2 separate regions of the Mus musculus genome follow, and region 1 is linked to region 2. Evidence: chromatin contacts called from public HiChIP or PLAC-seq data. All regions are on one chromosome and are shown on one strand. Each heading gives the region's core, a stretch centred on a gene start, on an enhancer-like site or on the middle of the called end of the contact. The rest is flanking DNA. Distances are from core to core; before and after follow the strand shown.

What was found. HiChIP or PLAC-seq counts read pairs in DNA pulled down with a chosen protein or histone mark.
Region 1: a contact with region 2 is called in a FOXA1 HiChIP or PLAC-seq map of pancreatic cancer cells. The contact joins the enhancer-like site here to the promoter of Chrd in region 2. A contact is called at or near these places in 4 of 39 promoter capture datasets (all in embryonic stem cells), 2 of 484 Hi-C or Micro-C datasets (both in embryonic stem cells) and 4 of 115 datasets of contacts at active chromatin or transcription factors (embryonic stem cells and pancreatic cancer cells).

The regions. Positions count from the first base shown.
Region 1 is chr16:21,244,993-21,248,528 of GRCm38.p6, reverse strand. Gm16863 (predicted gene, 16863) reads left to right here. Exons shown (of 5, transcript NR_046162.1): 5 at 1-1,030. Among named protein-coding and RNA genes, the nearest start is that of Mir7680, 9.3 kb to the left of the region's middle. Within about 2 kb of position 1,583, at least 140 of the 459 cell types and tissues checked have an H3K27ac peak or open chromatin away from gene starts, as enhancers often do. A contact at or near this core is called in pancreatic cancer cells, where this site is marked.
Region 2 is chr16:20,731,553-20,735,043 of GRCm38.p6, reverse strand. Chrd (chordin) reads right to left here and starts at 1,917. Exons shown (of 23, transcript NM_009893.2): 1 at 1,749-1,917; 2 at 1,410-1,513; 3 at 908-1,037; 4 at 643-771; 5 at 458-557; 6 at 271-358. The coding sequence starts at 1,896. It also overlaps a transcript of Thpo not described here.

The sequences.
Region 1 (3,536 bases), core at 334-2,833, 510 kb before region 2:
GCCCAGACAGGATTTTGGGGAGGGGTCTTGGGAGGAGCCAAATCCGACCCCCCATTGCGTCCTGGCTGGCCCGAGATGAGCTAGTGTGAGCGTCTTCCTGCAAATTAAGTCGTCTCGGCACTCTCCATCCGGAGGGCACTGGGGCAGCAGTCGATGTCTCGGCGGACCCGCTGCTTCCTGAACCAATCCAAGCCAGCTCAGGGTCAAGAGGGGGGTGACAATTGGGCCCCTCACTAACTTGAATCTAGCTAGCTTCCAAAGGTTTCCAAGAAACCCTTCTCTTCTGCCCCATCAGCACAAACAGCCAGAGAACAGATCCAGTTCAGTGGTGCTATTTCTTCGGAGACGTCGGTGGTCCTTAGACAACGCCATCTCTCTGTTTTCCCACGTGTGAATCTGGGCAACAGTATTGTCTTGTTTGTTTGCCTGGCTGGCTTTCCTGAAGATCCACTAAGCACCCTCAAAGCACACCGCGGGGCCTTCGTATCCTCATCCAAAGGGCTTGGAGAACTCTGGGACAGTTCCCACCGCTTAACAAACGTTGCCTGTGTCTGTCGTTTTCTGTTAAAAGAACTTGAAGCCCTCGCCCTTTGATAGAAGGGGGATGAGAGAATGTAATATGCTTTAACGACTGAGATGAAGAATTTTGGAATATAATTGTATTCTGGGGAAGGGGTGGGGGAATCCTAAACTCCCAGATTTTCTCAGGAAACAAAACTCAAATGAAAGACCGGTTCCCAATGTCTGCTGTTTTACAAGCAATGTGGTTTGTTGTTGCTTAATTACAATCAGACCCATTTTATAGAGGGAACTGAGGCCTGTAAAGTAATGCTCCAAGATTACAGACTTCTAGAAACAATGGCGTTAGTGACAAAATCCACTCCTTGGCATCCTACGTTCTGTGCTTTCCTTCCGGCCTCTGAGCTGCCGTCGGGCATGCCTATTTTGCGCGCGTTGCCCTTTCTGTGTTTTCTCCTGTGCTTTATCGCTTTCTCCTTGGTACTGGTGATTAAAAAGTAAAAAAAGAACCAAAAAGTGTATGGCCTGCGTTACTGTGCTGAAGGAAACGGAATGGGGAGTGTTTAAACTGTCCCTGGGTTCAAAATAGGCAGGTTGTGGTGGGGGAGAAGGAGCCTGGGGGCCCAAGCAGGGAAAGTGAGATTCCAGCAGCTGGAGCCAATGAGTGTCTTCATAAGCCCTCAGATCCCCTCTGGCTGTAACCAGGAGAGCCTCAACACAAGCCCTTAAAACCCGGAACGGGGACAAATGTCACTCTCCTAAACATTGCACACTTGAGACCCTAGTCAGCTCCCAAAGTGTCCAGCTAGGGGCTTTGGGCAGGATGCTTGGCCCACAGGTGGCCCAGCACTAGGGTTGTGCCCTAGTGTGAGTAGATGTCTGGCAGACAGGGCACCTCCACGGAAGACAGACAGGCATTCAGAGGGTAAGGCTGGGAGACAAAGGTGGGGAGGAAGCGCTAAAATGGACATGGAACCCGGGGGGAGAGGCGGACAAGGGAACCATTCAGAGGGCCAGAGAGCAAAGGGAGGCCTCTAGGGAGAAAGGAGAGACAGATAGCAGGGAGAAAAGAGACAGGCAGGCAGGCAGAGGCAGGGGAGGAGGAGAGAGAAGCCAAGGGGAAGAGTGTGGAGGGGTAGCGAACTCAGGTCGAAACTCAGACCCGCGAACCGGGAAAAGAGAGCAGAGAAGCAGGGAGAGAGGGCCGCAGCAGAAAGGAAGGGTGCGGGGGAGGGGAGCGTAGCCGAGGGAGAGCGCAGGGAGGCGGGGGCCGTGAAGGATCGGGAGGGGAAGGGCGAGGGAGAGACGCCCAGGAGAGCTGAGGGGCCTGGCGGTGGGACTGCGTGCTAAGCCTTTCTCGGTTTTTGGGGGGGTGGGCGGCGGATCTCCGCCGAGATAACCCAGCCAAGCCCCCTGCTCCCCGTCCCAGCGAGGGGCCGCAGCTGTATAAATACCGGGGGTGGGGGAGCCGGGCTGCTGCCCAGGGGTCAGCGACACCGGAGAAGGCTTTGCTGTCATTAGCTAATTGAGCCCCAGATGTTAAGAAAAGGTTACATCCTCCTCCGGAGAGTTTTTCTTTTTAAACACTTTACACAGAGTCCCCGGCCAAAAATGTCCAGGAGGACGCTTCCCGCTCGGGCCTCCGCTCCCTCCCTGTGCAGCTTGTCGCGGGGGAATCCCAGTGGCCTGCCCGGAGGAGGGGCGGGGACCACCGGCGGCGGAGCCAGCCCGAGGGCCCGAGAGAAGGCGACGGGGAGCGGGGACCCAGGGAGCCCGGCTCGCGGACTCCTAATCCCACTGAAGGCTGCAGATCAAAGGCGCTGGTGCGCTCCCAGGGCGGGTGGGGGTGGGGCAGGAGGGCCAGCGGCCAAGCCGGGCTTCCAGGCTGAGGCTTCCAGGCCCAGGACTCAGACTGTCACTAGGGTGAGCTGGCCGGGCTGCCTCTAGCGCCTCTCAGAAAGTCGTCAAAGCGCCCCCACAGGGCTTTCACGGAACAGAAAAAGGGGGTGTGGTGCCTGTCTTGCAGAGAACAGAGCTATACATAAACCAGGCACTTGACAAGTATTCTTTCAATTAATCCTCACAGTAATCGAATGCTTTTAAAATCTTTATTATTCTTAGTTCATAAAAGAGGGAACAGAGTCCCAAAAGGTTAATAAAACTTTTGTCCTAGAACACTCACTTGCGTGGACAGAGCTGGAATTCAACTCAAGTACTCAGGGACACCTCCAGTTCTACAAACCCAGCCCCTTCCCTCTTCTTTCCCATCCCCTTGTTTTGTCCTTCCAATCCCCCTAGGCATCACAAGAAGCGAGCCACCCACCTGTGGCTCTGGCTCGTGGGGGAGGGAAGAGAGTGCGGTGCCAAGGGCGTGCCCATCGTGGCAACAGCTACAGGCTAAATGTGAAGGATGGGGCTGGGCAAACATGTGCCCGGGTTGAATCGCAGCTGAAAGAATGTTCATGCTCCCCCTCCCCAGAGGTGGGGCTCTCTTCTCAGAATAGAACCAAGCAAGTTGGAGCTGGAAGGGGCCTTCAAGAAGATGGGAGTCACCCTTCTTGTATGACAGATGTGGAAGCTGAGACCCAGGCAGTAAGTCCCACCCCACCCCATGCTGGGGGTGAGAGCAGACCCAGAGCGGTGGGACCAACACCCAAGGGAGGGTTTCCATCCCACTGTAGATATAAGGGAATGGAAACTGAGGTAGAGATTAAAATCAGAAAGGACCCAAGCTGGGGAAATCCATCCTACACCTTCAGGAATCAGACCCTGCCTCCACCTTGTTCCCCAAATGGCCTAAACACTGACGTCTTTGCAGAATGCCCTTTTGAGTGTGTGTGTGTGTGTGTGTGTGTGTGTGTGTGAGAGAGAGAGAGAGAGAGAGAGAGAGAGAGAGAGAGAGAGAGAGAGAGAGCTGGTGGCTCTTCTGGACTTTGAGGGTCTTATGATGCAAGATAGAGCTGGATCCTCAGACTCCCTTGGATTTCCTGGGGCCAGAGGTGCAGCTCCCCTCTGGG
Region 2 (3,491 bases), core at 668-3,167:
GAAGGAGCATGGAAGGGAGACCCCAGACCCTCTTAAGAAGGACCCATGAGCCTTGATTTTAAGTCCTGGCTTACCACTTACTAGCCAAATGACCTTGAACAAATCACATTCTGCTATTCTGAGCCTCAGTTCCCTCCTCTGTAAAATGGGCATCATAATGTCAGGGCCTTTCTCCCACTGGGCTGTTGTGAGAACCAAAGGAGGCAATGCAAAGCATGCTCTCAGCAAGTGCCGATTTTGGATAAGCACTCTTAAATGGCATCATCTCACCAGGCCATCCTGGGTGGGGGTTGCAGGGTGTTCAAACAGGATGTTGCCTGTGGGATCTGTGAAACGAACCCTGCTGGGACGGTCCAGCCTGTGAAGAGAGGTCCAGTGAGACTGGATCTATAGCCTACAGGCTCCTCTTTATTGCCCCCTTTACTACTCCTAGTCCTTGCCCTTTTCCCGGTCTCACCGCTGGTAGGAGACAGAGAAGCGTAAACTTGAGCGCAGCAAAGAGACTCGAGCACGAGCTACCGCCTGCGACCTCGGTCCTGTCAGCAGCGCCACAAAGTCTTCGAGAAGAGAAGATGGCCTGAGCACTGTCAAGCCTTGCCGCGGGACTCAAACTTCATCAGGCCCACCTCCACCCCAGCCTACCTGTGTGGCCATCAGCACGGGTCCGCTCCCCAACGCCGGGTTCCCCTCGATCACTGTAACTGCGATGCTCTGGATCCCTTGGATACTCGAAGACCAGGCCAGCGGGCTGTGGATCTAGATTGCTGCGCTCTGCATCCGGGGTAAGGAATAAGACGGCTGGCTTCAGAAAGGTACCAGGAGGACCAGTCCTCCTCCGCGATGCAAGTCGTACAGGACCTAGTGTAGAGCCTTCCACCCTCCTAACTCCGGGCACAGCGGGCCTCACCCTGCGGGCAGGTCTGGCAGCAGTGTCCTGGCAGCTGGCGCGGCTGCCTGCAGGCCAGGGTGGGGCACTGAGGTTTGATGTTCTTGCAGCTGACCCTGCCAGGACCCCTCCCACGGCGAGCCCACTGAGGCTGATGGCAGAGAACATAGGAAAATTAAGGGAATGAAACCATCAGACCCCAGGGCTGCAGACAGTCAATTCTGCTATTTACAAGTTACATGGCCCGTCCAAAGTTTCTTAACTTCTCTGAGCCTCGGCGTCCCTGTCTGCAAAGTAGAACTAATAATGTCATTTATCTAGCAATACTGTAACGGGAGGGGGGAAGTTGGCTAAAAGCCAGTCACATTGTGGGCGATCAATAACTGTCAACACCGCAGACTTGAAAGCGGTTTCCTCCGATTTGCGGACCAGCCTTCCCCTGAGCATCTCCGAGTCTACTACTTAGGACACCAGCGTTCCGCTACCCTCTAGAGTAGGGCAGGCAGCTGCGTTATCCACTCACCGCTTCACAGGCGCACAGCACGCAGCGCATCACCCCAAAAGGCTCCCCCAGGTCCGGGTGCCACGTCTCGTCCAAGGCATAGACCTTCCCGCCGAAGGAGCAGCCTGCGGGGACGGGCTTGGCTGGCGGCCGCTGTCCGGTTGCTCGTGCCGTAATGCCTGCTCCGGGCTCTGCCCGCCAGGCCCATGGTCCCTTGGCACCGTGCACCTCGCCGCCTCTGCTTTCCCCTCCCACCCTCCCGCTGCGCGAAGCCACCTGCGCCCGGGGCCCTCTCCCTGTGGATGTAGACTTGCCAGGAGTCAGACTCCCCTCCCGCACCTCCCCCTGGAGCCCACCTACCTGCCGCTCCCCGGACAGGCAGCGGCTCCTTCTCGGAACGGATGGGCAGTGCTGGGGGCTCAGGGCCAGTGCCACTGGCCGGCCGCGAGCCGAGCAGCAGCAGCCCGAGGAGCAGCCGCGGGGCCGGCGGGGCCGGGAGGCTCGGCATGACGCGGAGCAGACAGCTGGGGAGGCGGGCGGGAGGAGGGAGCAGGAGAGGGAGTAGGGCCGGACCGGAGGCGGGCCGGCAGGAGGGGGCCGGGGCCAGGAGGGGGGCAGTGGCGAGGGGCTCGTCTCACAGTCGCCTGGTCGGCTCCCGGCCGGGCGGGGCGGGAGAGAGCGGGCGGAGGGGCGCTGACCCGGGCCGTACTCCACTTTAGTGCCCTAGGCGCCGGCTCTGGCCCGTTTTATGCCCGCGCCAGGCGTCCGGGCCCGGGGCCTCCTCTTCAGCAAACGGGGCGCGGCGGCGGCTCCACAAGGAGCCCGGCTGAGCCCGGGGGGTCCGGCCCAGCAGCAGCGGCCGGATCGCGAGTGGGGGAGGGGGACAGGCTGGGACCCGGCAGGGGAGGAGGGAGGGACTGGAGGAGGGGGGAGCGGAGTGGGTAGGGGGAAGGGAGGAACTAGGGGGCGCAAAGAGGGAGAGGAGAGGCGGGCCTCGACACCCCCACACACGCTCCTTGCGACCACCCCTGGAGGTGGTGTCCACCCCAAGACCAGAGGCTCAGGCTAGTGAAGGGCAGAGGCTGAGCCTCGGGCCTGTGGCACTCTTGAACGAGATGGGCCGCTGGAGGATGAGGACTTGTCTTTGAAAATGACACCGATCCACCCCTACCTAGGACCCACAGCACCCCCTTCCTTTCACTCTGGCTGTATTCCTATTTCCCTTCTAAGGTCTCTCCTCTTTCTTCACTTCCCAGGGACAGGAACCTAGCCTGTGCTTCCCAGAATCAAGCAGTGCTTCCCTGAGTGGAGTCATAATTCACCAGCACCCCAACCTGCTCTCAAGTCCATCCAACTACCACCTCTGGCTCTCTCATGCTTTTCCTTCATCCAAGAGATGACCCTCTTCCTCTCCAGCTCAGTCCCCACCTCCTTTGTCCTGCTTTTCTAGACAAGCCTCCCCATCCTACACACACACACACACACACACACACACACACACACACACACACACGCGCGCGCGCGCGCGCGCGCGCGCGCACCGTTCTTCCCACTATCCCAGCACTAGGCTTCCTAATCTTAGAAGGCATCTCTTATTCAACTGGAGAATTCCGGGATCCAGGCCATACGCCTCAGTAGATAGCCCATCCTCTCTGAGGCGCAGAGAAAGCCTGAGGAAGACAAGGGAGAGAGGACAGGGTCAGGCCACAAGGTCCCTGAGGACAGAGACTGTGGGGAGACAGGGACTGGGGAGAAAGCACAGGAGCTAGAGCCAGGGCCAAAGGAAGAGAGGAGCCAGCAAAGAGGTATTTGTGGGGGAGGCTCGGCAGCTGTCCTTCCTAAGACAGGGACAGATGGGCCTGGTTATTTCTCTTGTCACATGTATAGTGGTAGGACTAGAAGAGGATCATTGAGCAATCAAGGGCAGGCTTGCCCACAGAGCTGAGGGGGTTTAGCGCTCCAGGTCCCTGTACCCCTAGTAGAAAGACTGAGCCCAGTCAATCTGTCTGTCTGTCTGTTTGTCTGTCTGTCTGTCTGTTTTAAATAAGATCTCATTATGCAGCCCTGGCTCACTAGGTAGACCAGGCTAGCCTTAAACTCTCT